2 separate regions of the Gossypium hirsutum genome follow, and region 2 is linked to region 1. A link is a contact called in public Hi-C data. All regions are on one chromosome and are shown on one strand. The core of a region is the stretch at or near the end of the contact, and the rest is flanking DNA. Distances in the headings are between cores, read along the strand shown.

Evidence for each region. A called contact is a pair of places that touch in the nucleus more often than the background predicts.
Region 2: a Hi-C map of leaf shows a contact between it and region 1, with 2.9 times the contacts expected there. The contact joins the promoter of LOC107951415 here to the promoter of LOC107951419 in region 1. A contact is called at or near these places in 2 of 34 Hi-C or Micro-C datasets (both in leaf).

What each region holds. Positions count from the first base shown.
Region 1 is chrA02:20,517,352-20,521,910 of Gossypium_hirsutum_v2.1, forward strand. It overlaps LOC107951419 (proton pump-interactor 1), which reads right to left and starts at 2,751. Exons shown (of 2, transcript XM_041083508.1): 1 at 2,545-2,751; 2 at 2,117-2,440. The coding sequence starts at 2,751. The coding sequence ends at 2,117. It also overlaps the pseudogene LOC107952273.
Region 2 is chrA02:21,036,410-21,040,968 of Gossypium_hirsutum_v2.1, forward strand. It overlaps LOC107951415 (QWRF motif-containing protein 2), which reads right to left and starts at 2,351. Exons shown (of 6, transcript XM_016886466.2): 1 at 871-2,351. The coding sequence starts at 1,998.

The sequences.
Region 1 (4,559 bases), core at 1,501-4,000:
AATAATCTAAAATTTTCAATTGGCTAAACTCTGCATCAGTGTACTTGATGCACATTCGAGGGGAATTCATGCTTCTGTATTGAACTTTTTGATTAGATAGAAGGGGTGAACCTTGAGATTTACAAAGAAACAATTCTTCCAAGAGCTTTAGAGCAAGTAATTTTACTTCTTTTTCGTCTTTTTTTTTCTCTCTTTAATATACTATTTTTTTTCTCTCTTTAATATAAAATTAAGAGGTCTGTAACATTAAAGGATTTTATCTGGTTCTTTTACAAGTTGTCAATTGCAAAGATGATCTTGCCCAATATTATTTGATGGATTGTGCAGTTCAGGTGTTCCCTGATGAGTATCACTTGCAGACTCTTGAGATGTTATTAGATGGAAGAGGAAGAAAGATGAGAGAGTAGTAATAGGGGGATGGAAAATGACAGCTCCGTTAAGTCTGTAATGAAAAATGGTAGCTCTGTTACGTTTGTAACAAAAAATGATTAGTGGTGACTGTTTTGTTATTTTTCAAAAGTTGAGTGATTGAATTGAAACTTGAATGACTGTTTTGTCAACTACCCCAAAGTTGAGTGACTGTTTGTGTAATTTACCCAAATTTTAATTTTTAAAAAAATGAAACTAATTAAATGTGTGTTAATTTATATTGAACCTAATAATTTCTAAACATGTGTGTTTACTGATGCGATTGTGTGTGTTGGTTTTTTGGTTGCTGTGGTCGGAGGAGTGATCAGGAATAATGTTGGACGATGGCTCTGGGGGTTCTCGTGCAAGGTATGGGTCTGCCCTACATTTGAAGCTGAGCTATGAAAGGCCTTTGAGGGCATTAAGCTAACATGGGAGAAGGGTGTTAAGAAGGTTGTCCTTGAGATGGATTGCATAGAGGTAGTTAATTTCCTGATTAGTCAAACTCTAGATCAAAGTTTACTAGGGGAAAGAGTAAAGGAATATTTACAGCGAATAGAGGACTTTTGTGTGACTCATGTCTTGAGGCAAAAGAACTGGATGAGAGATGGTATGGGGAGTTTGGCTATGAGAATGACTGATGTATGTAAGGTTTCTGAGGAATCTTGTTGGGTAGTACATGACATTGTGATGGTTGAGATTCCAAGCTCAATATTTGTTGATAGGTTTTTGTTTTATTGTGATCTTTCCTTTTGATAATATATATATTTCCATGAGGTTTTTAAGCAGGATTCATATTGTCTCCAAGCAGGTTTGCTATTCATAGTAAGAGAAGCAATGATGAAGGCAAAGAAGGTTGATTTAATAGTTGGTATTTATGCGGTTAACACTAAGGGTACGTTTGGTTCACTGTAATGGAATAGAGCTGTAATTGAATAGAGCTGTAATGGAATAGAACTGTAATAAGTAATTCAATTGTTTGGTTGGATGGAATGGAATAGAACTGTAATAGAATTCTTGTGTTTGGTTGGAATGGAATGACGTTGTAATAGAATAAGAAAAAAAACTAAAATGACCAGAATACCCTTAGTTGAATTTTTTTAAGTAAATGATTATTATTATTATTATTAAATTTTAATAAGATTATTATTAAAAATAATTTAATAAAAATAATAAATAATTTAATCATATTTTACTATAATTATTACTAAATATAATTTAATAAAATTCTTAATATAATTATTATTATATGAATTAAAAAATCATAATATAATTTATGAGTTAAGTAATAATTTTAATCGATACTTTGCTTTCCTTTGAGATGCATCTTTCTTTGTATAATAATGTATCATACTTGTTGAGTAATTGCTACTTTCTAGGAAAATAGTAGACCAGAACAATAAACCCATTGAACACCTGGCATTCTATCTATTGGAATCATATTAATTTAGGATTAATCTCAAATATTGAAATGCATGAAGGATTCTCATGACATTCTCAAATTGATGGACGTCAAAATTTTTAAAATACAACCAATTAAACCAGAATTGCTTAGTTTTGGCCTCAGTAAGCATTGCAACTGAACAACCAGCAACATTATGACATTTTTAGTCCATCCTCAATGGATGCAAAGAACTTTTGCAGCTATGGACCTAGCTATTAGCATGTTGTTCAACCAAAACTCTCAGTTCCATTCAAGTTAACTTCTTCAGACAGGATAATAGTAACCTAATGCTAGAAGTATCAGCACCACTAGTGCAGCAGGTGCGGCCCATGTCCAGTAGTTGGTTGACTTCTTACATCTCAGGATGGCTCTTGAAAGCACCTCAGGTCCTTTAGTTCGATTTTTGTACCAAATAGCATTCCCCTTTTGTGCTTTATCCTTCACTGAAATAGGAGCAGGAACAGGTGCTTCAGCACTAGCATCAACCTTCTCTGATTCTGAAGCTTCAGCCATGGGTTCAGTTGGTTCCTCGGGATTTATAGTATTCGTAGATGCTGCTGCTTTCTTCTTTGCTTTCTTCTCACGCTCCTGAAAGGAAAAAAACATCAAAAGAATTCAGTTTTAACCCGCACCACTTATAAAGAAGCAAAACAAGAGAAGAAGTAAATAATTTCCTTGAGCTTCTTTTCAGCTTCCTTTTGAGCTCTTATAGCTTCTTTGGTAGCTTCTTTGGTAGCTGCTTTTTCAGCCTGCTTCTTCTTCCTTTCTAAAGCTTGCTTTGCTTTTGCAATTTCCTCTTCTCTCTTCATTTCTTTCTGTTTTGCAGCATCAACTTCCTTGTTTGAAGATCCAGAGATCTTGTCTGCTACAACATTCTCTGGAGAGGATTTTGACTCCATTGCTTTGGTCTCAGCATCTTTCTAGCCCTTTTTGGTGTTTAGTACCTGGTTGGGGAGAGGATTTGGCTTCTTCCTTTGGTTGTTTCGCACCAGGTTTTGGAAGTGCTTCAGTTCCCGTATGTACTGTTATCTCTGGTAGAACTAATGGCTTCTCATCAGGATTCCTTATCCGACCATCCCTGCTTAATAGTCGAGTGTCCAGGGATTTCAGAATTCTTATAGGCAGCATAGGCCAAAATGTTGCCTTCAATTCTTTATAGATATTAGCCGAGGATTCAAAACGCAAGAACCCCAAAACTACATAATATATACTGTTCTAGATTGCAGCCCAAACTGTTTGATCAAAGATAACTTTTGCTGGAACCACCCACCAGTCATCGAAAGGAAACAGAGCCTGGAACTCAAAGTGTTTCATTGCTCCATGGAAAAAAAAACGACTCAAAGCAGCAAAACATATAAACTATGAACCACAAGTATTACCTCACAAAACTGGTAATAATAATGAGAAAGGGATCTATGAAGAGTAAATCCAACAAGGCCCGATCTGAAGGCTTTCCTTCATAACACTACACACAGGCTATACAATATGAGCTGAATGCAATATATGTTTACGTTTAAAGGATTAATAGAGAGGGTGGAGAAGAGAGAGAAACTACTTGTGCAATCTAATTTCCTATTGAATAGACTATCCCACTTATTGCCATTTTGGCTATCACTAGTTTGGCTTTAAGAGCTTGTTCGTATGCAATCCAATTATGTTCTGGAACATATTGGAGTACCTCATAAAGTGTCCATCCCTGTTAATCATTCATAAGAATCAAATAAATACTGAGATAGGAAAAAAATAATATTGTAGCATTTAGATTTCACTTCATTTTATTTTGAGGACTCCAGCTTTCACTTGGTTTTTGAAAGCTAATCTGCATAAACCTCAAATTTCCAGGAAAGCACAAATCATAAATAAAGACCCCCTTTTTCTTTTACAAGCAATGTTTCAGATTTCATGGTTAGTTTAGAAAGTTATAAACACCTCAACAATTTTCAAGATTAAAATCATAAAATGACGAATGAAAGAGATTAACCAACTCTAGCACAGAGAGAAGTGAAACCAAGGAAAACTACTACCAAGCAAAAATACCCTTCTCAAAACAAGAGTATACCAAAAGAAAGCTCTTTTGAAACGAATCATTATTCAACTCTAAGTAAAACAGGAAATAGAATTAAAATGCAAAAAAAAAATTGAAAAACCTAGGAGATAACTTGCATGCCAATAATCATGATCAATTGTAAGCAACTTGGATACAACAAACGTGTCAAATCCAAGAACGATAGAGGCATTGATTGCTCTACTACTCAACTTCTCGACATCATCATGGCTATCACCATCATCATCGTGACCACCTCCAACCTCTGAAGAAGAAGCCTTCAAAGTTTTGGAGCCATTTGGGAACAAAAGTTTCTTAGGTTTATGGGAATGACTGTTCTTCTTTGAAGCCAATTCTTTGTCCTCTGTGACTGATTGAATGACCTAATCTGCACTTCTTGGTAACTTTCTTTGGAGCCCAGAAATTAATAAGCAAACAAAACTCTGCGGAAGAGAAATTGGAAAAGAAAAGTACCAAGAAGCGCTCGTGCCAAGTCAATTTGCTACCCTGTAGTTGAAACTGCAGAAAGGAGATAGATGATGAAACAATGAAAGAAGATGATGTGAAGGAAGAAGAAGCAAAAATGTTTACCTGACCTTGGATGAAGGGGAGGAATGCCGGAGTCGAAGGGTATGTGAAATGGCTGCTGATTGAGAGTGTTTT
Region 2 (4,559 bases), core at 1,101-3,600, 520 kb after region 1:
TTCAAGACACATGCAATCTGCAACCTCTGCTTGCCTCTAATTTGATCAAGTTGTTTCTAGCATAATGGATGCCCTCTTTGACTGGTTCCTTAGTGCAAGAAAATCAGCAACTGATGAACCAGCATGCTCCTCTAGAACATTTAGCATTCTTGATTTCCAATATTATTTCAAAATCAAAACCTACTGATCTCAGTGTCTCACATGGCCTCTGGATTTGGTCTGAAGGAAAAACCTGTGAAAATCAGGCATGCAATCTCTTTGATCCAATTCTATCCGTCGTCACTTATCATAGATTGTACTAAAAATATCCCTTTACACTCTTATGGAAAATTTCTAATTTCACCAATACTGCAGCCTCTCTCCCTAACATGATTAAACTCATTTTAAGCCACAAAACAACTCTCACAGGCTGCTTTCATACTACATAACTTCTACACCATAAAAGCAATTATAACCAAAAACGGCAGGGTGCCAAGTTCGATCAAGCAGAAGTGGCCTAAAGAATTTCAGCTCTACCAAGAACACCACTCTCTGTTTTTATCAGACATAATTCAATTGTTTGTCTGGACTGTTCTTGAGCTCTCTTTTTTTAATTAACAAAACCCTGAAATTCCAGATGGTAAGACAAAACAAACTGCGTGCAGCCAGGCAACATTCTAAAAAAATTAACTTTCTAAAAGTAAAACTTAGCCAAAATCCTCAAAATGGTGTTCGTATGCAACGTTTAATGCTGCGAGCTGTACTGCCAAAATTATAGTAAAAGCGAATTCCTATGAATATTATAATAGTAAAGCATGCAAACTTGATGAAGCATACAAACAGCATACAAACACAACGAGATAAATTCAAAGTCACTTCTTAGAGTCGTACCTCTGCGTTAGACCTTTGGGAAGACAGAGTAGCATCTGCTCTAGCATTAACAAAACGCCACTGCAACCACCGGTTATGAAGTAGCCTCAACAAATTAGCATCCGAAACTTTGTTCTCCCCAATCTTAAAACCATCACCAACAAAGCTCAAAATCGACAGCCTAGTTACCAAATTATCATCCAAACCATTCCTCAGTCTAGGACTCATTCCCCTCGTTGAAGATGACCCAAGCTTACTCGGTGACGCAGGCCGAACTGGCCCATGAATTGGCGGTAACTGTCCTCTGCTATTCAATACACCGTTTGGAGACGAAAAAGGAGTATCAGCTCCGAACTTGTCTGGTACAATTAGCTTAGTGCGCGCTGTATTTTTCTTAGGAACCGGCGAGCCAGGATGGGACCGGCATACCCGATTAGCAGTCTGTTGCCAGGACCGAGCGGAGACCATTATTCCTGGAGGCCCACGCTTAACGTCTACGTTAGCGGAGGAACTTTGTGAAGAACCTGACGTACTACCAGAAGAAACACTTTCAGTATCAGAAGCAGCGAGACCACGTTGAGCCTTAGATTCAACAGGAGTAACGGCTCTTATATCTCTATTATCAGCCATGAAATCTTGCAGTGGCCCAAGTACATTGCCATTAACAGAACCGTTTAATCTCTTCCTCTCATCGGTGCAAGCCATGCTTCTACTAGCCACCGAGTTGGGTAGCCTTAACCTCGCCGGCCACCGCTCCGTCTTTGAAATTTCGGTTTGCTCTGTTCTTCTCGTTTCCAGCGTCGGTTTGCGCCTCTTGGTGGTTTCTTTCTTTGTGGGGCATGGTGATGGAGCTGGTGTAGCTTTGCTAACCTTGTCAGCAGTGTTATTGTTAGCGTTGTCAGTTTTCAAACGCATAGGTTTATTAGACGGCGGGGTCACCGCATGTCTCCTCTCCACCGGTTGAGACCTCTTAATAGCCGATGAAGTCGTGTGTTTTGTGGAAGAATTTGAGTGGGATGAGGAGGTGGACAAACATTTTCGGGAATTTTGAGGGGGCGGAGGGATGGAATTGTGGGGGTCGGAGGGCAACAAGGGAGGCAGTAGCCCAGTTCCTCCCAGGTGTTTGGGGTTTAGGGTAGCAGCAACCATTGGGGGGGCACTCACAAAATTCAATTCCACAGTCTGATCCTTTAATCTCACTCTCTTCCCAACACCTAAACGTATCTAATCATAAACACCTCCAATTTTATATTGAAAAAAACTGTTGGGATTTAACAGATTTTATTCTTTAAACATAAAAACTCAGAATTTTCATAGAGGAGAGAGTGAGAAGGATGTGGGAAAAGATTAGATTAGATTAGATTAGAGAGCATAAGGGTGGTAATGCTAGGAGTGGCCTATGTAGTATACATTTTGTTTGTAGTATGGAATTTAAAGTGAAGGGAATCCATTGCAGTGGCGGGGTTTTATGGGGATGGATGAGTCGCGTGGAGGAGAGGCAACCTCTGTAGGTCTGTTACTAAACTACTTACACGTGGCTGCCACATTTCTTGTTTCTTCACGAGAAATAACTTTATAAATTCTTTTACCATATTATTTATTTATGGTTCCTACCAAAGTAAATATATCAGTTTTGGAAAAAAGATATGTATTTATTTTTATTTGATAAGAATTATGGATGATGTGGTAAGAAGTAGGGATGAAATCAGGGGGTTAGTAGGGAATGTAATAAATCTAGTAAAATAGAATTTTAAATATTTTTCTTAATTTTTTATTTTATAATTACTATTACAAACATGCGTGGAAGATTTAAGTGATTAAAAGCTCTAATGATTACTCATAGTGCATAGGCTTTAATTGAAGGCTGAAATTGCAATTACAATAGCTATTGTCAACAACTTGAGCAACATTTGGAGTGATTGTATTATGATAACGTATTATAAAATAAGAGAGATGGAGAGAACAAAGAACAAAGAAAATATAAAAGGAATAAAAAAAATATACTTTATTGATCAAATGGATGATTACAATACTTCGTCAGAGTCTCTATTTATAATTCTACTAACTAAGTATATTAAAACTTTATATTGATCATGATGGGCATCCACTTAATAAGATATTCATAACAAAATAAAAATTTATAAAAATCATTAAAATTTATGATAATTATTAGATATTAATTAAAAACCATAAAAGTTTATAAAATTTAGAAAAAAATTAATTTATTAAAATTGTTAGAAATTAATTAAAAACCATATAAATTATTTATTAAATGTTTTTAAAATTATTTTTCTCATTTTTACTAAATTATTTAACTAATATAATTTATTTTTAAGTATATCAAACATTGGAATTCTTTTTTTTTCTTATGCATACTTGAAAGTTCTTCTAAAATGTTATGCCTTCTTAATAATCAATGGCTTTTTTTAATTAATGGTAAGTTGCTATATTTTTATAAAAATGAGAAAAATAATTTTTATAAAATATTTATATTTTTAAATATAGCTTTTAATTAATTTTTAAAAAAATTCTAAATTAAATTTCTAATTTTTAACCATTTTTAATATTTTTTAAAAAAAATTATAAAAACTTTATGGTTTTAATTAGCTTCTAGTAATTATTATAAATTTTAATGATTGTTTTATAAATTTTTATCTTTTTTATAATTCCACGCTTGGACTACCATTTGCTCAAATATATTGTGTACTACAAAATTATGGACTCCACGGAGCGCAAAGGGAGAGATGACGATGAAATAATGAGTCGGTGGTTAAAGAAAGTTTGTATAAAGGAAACAGAGGAAAACCTAGATATTGTGATGGACATAACACTGATTTTTGAAAAGGTCCTATCATGGAGAGACAGGTTGGTGGGAATCGGGCAGATGGAGTAGGAGATTTTGAGATATCGGAAAATGATATTGAATGTTCATTGGTCAATGGCATCCCCTCTATTAAATTTTCTGATCAAGTAAATCAAATTTTAATCAAAGATGTGACATACACAGTAGTAATCAAACTCTTTGGAAGAAGCATCGAGTATTCAACGCTTTATAACAAAGTCTATTTGCTTTGGAAACCCTCTCAACCGTTTCACTTAATGGATGTGGAGAACGGATACTTCCTAGCCAAATTCAAGAACTCGGAAGATTTTGAGAAAGTTTTATGCCAAGGCCTCTGGATCGTGTATGGGCAATATTTAACAGTACAACCATGGACTGTGGTATTTGACCTGGTACAACCATATCCAAGCACGATCATGGCATGGATTTGGATTCCCGAGTTGCCAAGGCACATGTACAAGTGGCAAATCCTGAGGGAAATAAGAGGGCTTATTGGGAAAGTAGAAAAACTGGGTTTTAATACAAATAACGGGGGTTAGGGGATGATTTGCGAAAATGGCAGTGTATGTTAACTTGGACAAAGCCTTAATTTCTCAGGTCATGGTAAATTACGTGGTTCAAAGAATAGAGTATGAATATTTACCTACAGTTTGTTTTTCATGCAGTCACTATGGACACATAAAAGAAATCTATCCTCAACAAGCAACGAAACAGAAGGGATTGGATGAAAGTATCGTGGAAAGAGGGCGAACAAAGGCAATCTATGAACCTACATACAGAAGAAATATCATAAAATTCAAGCTAATATGACCTATAAATGTTAGTCGAGAGACGAGGCCAATGCGTAATGAAGGTAGGCAGGAAGAAT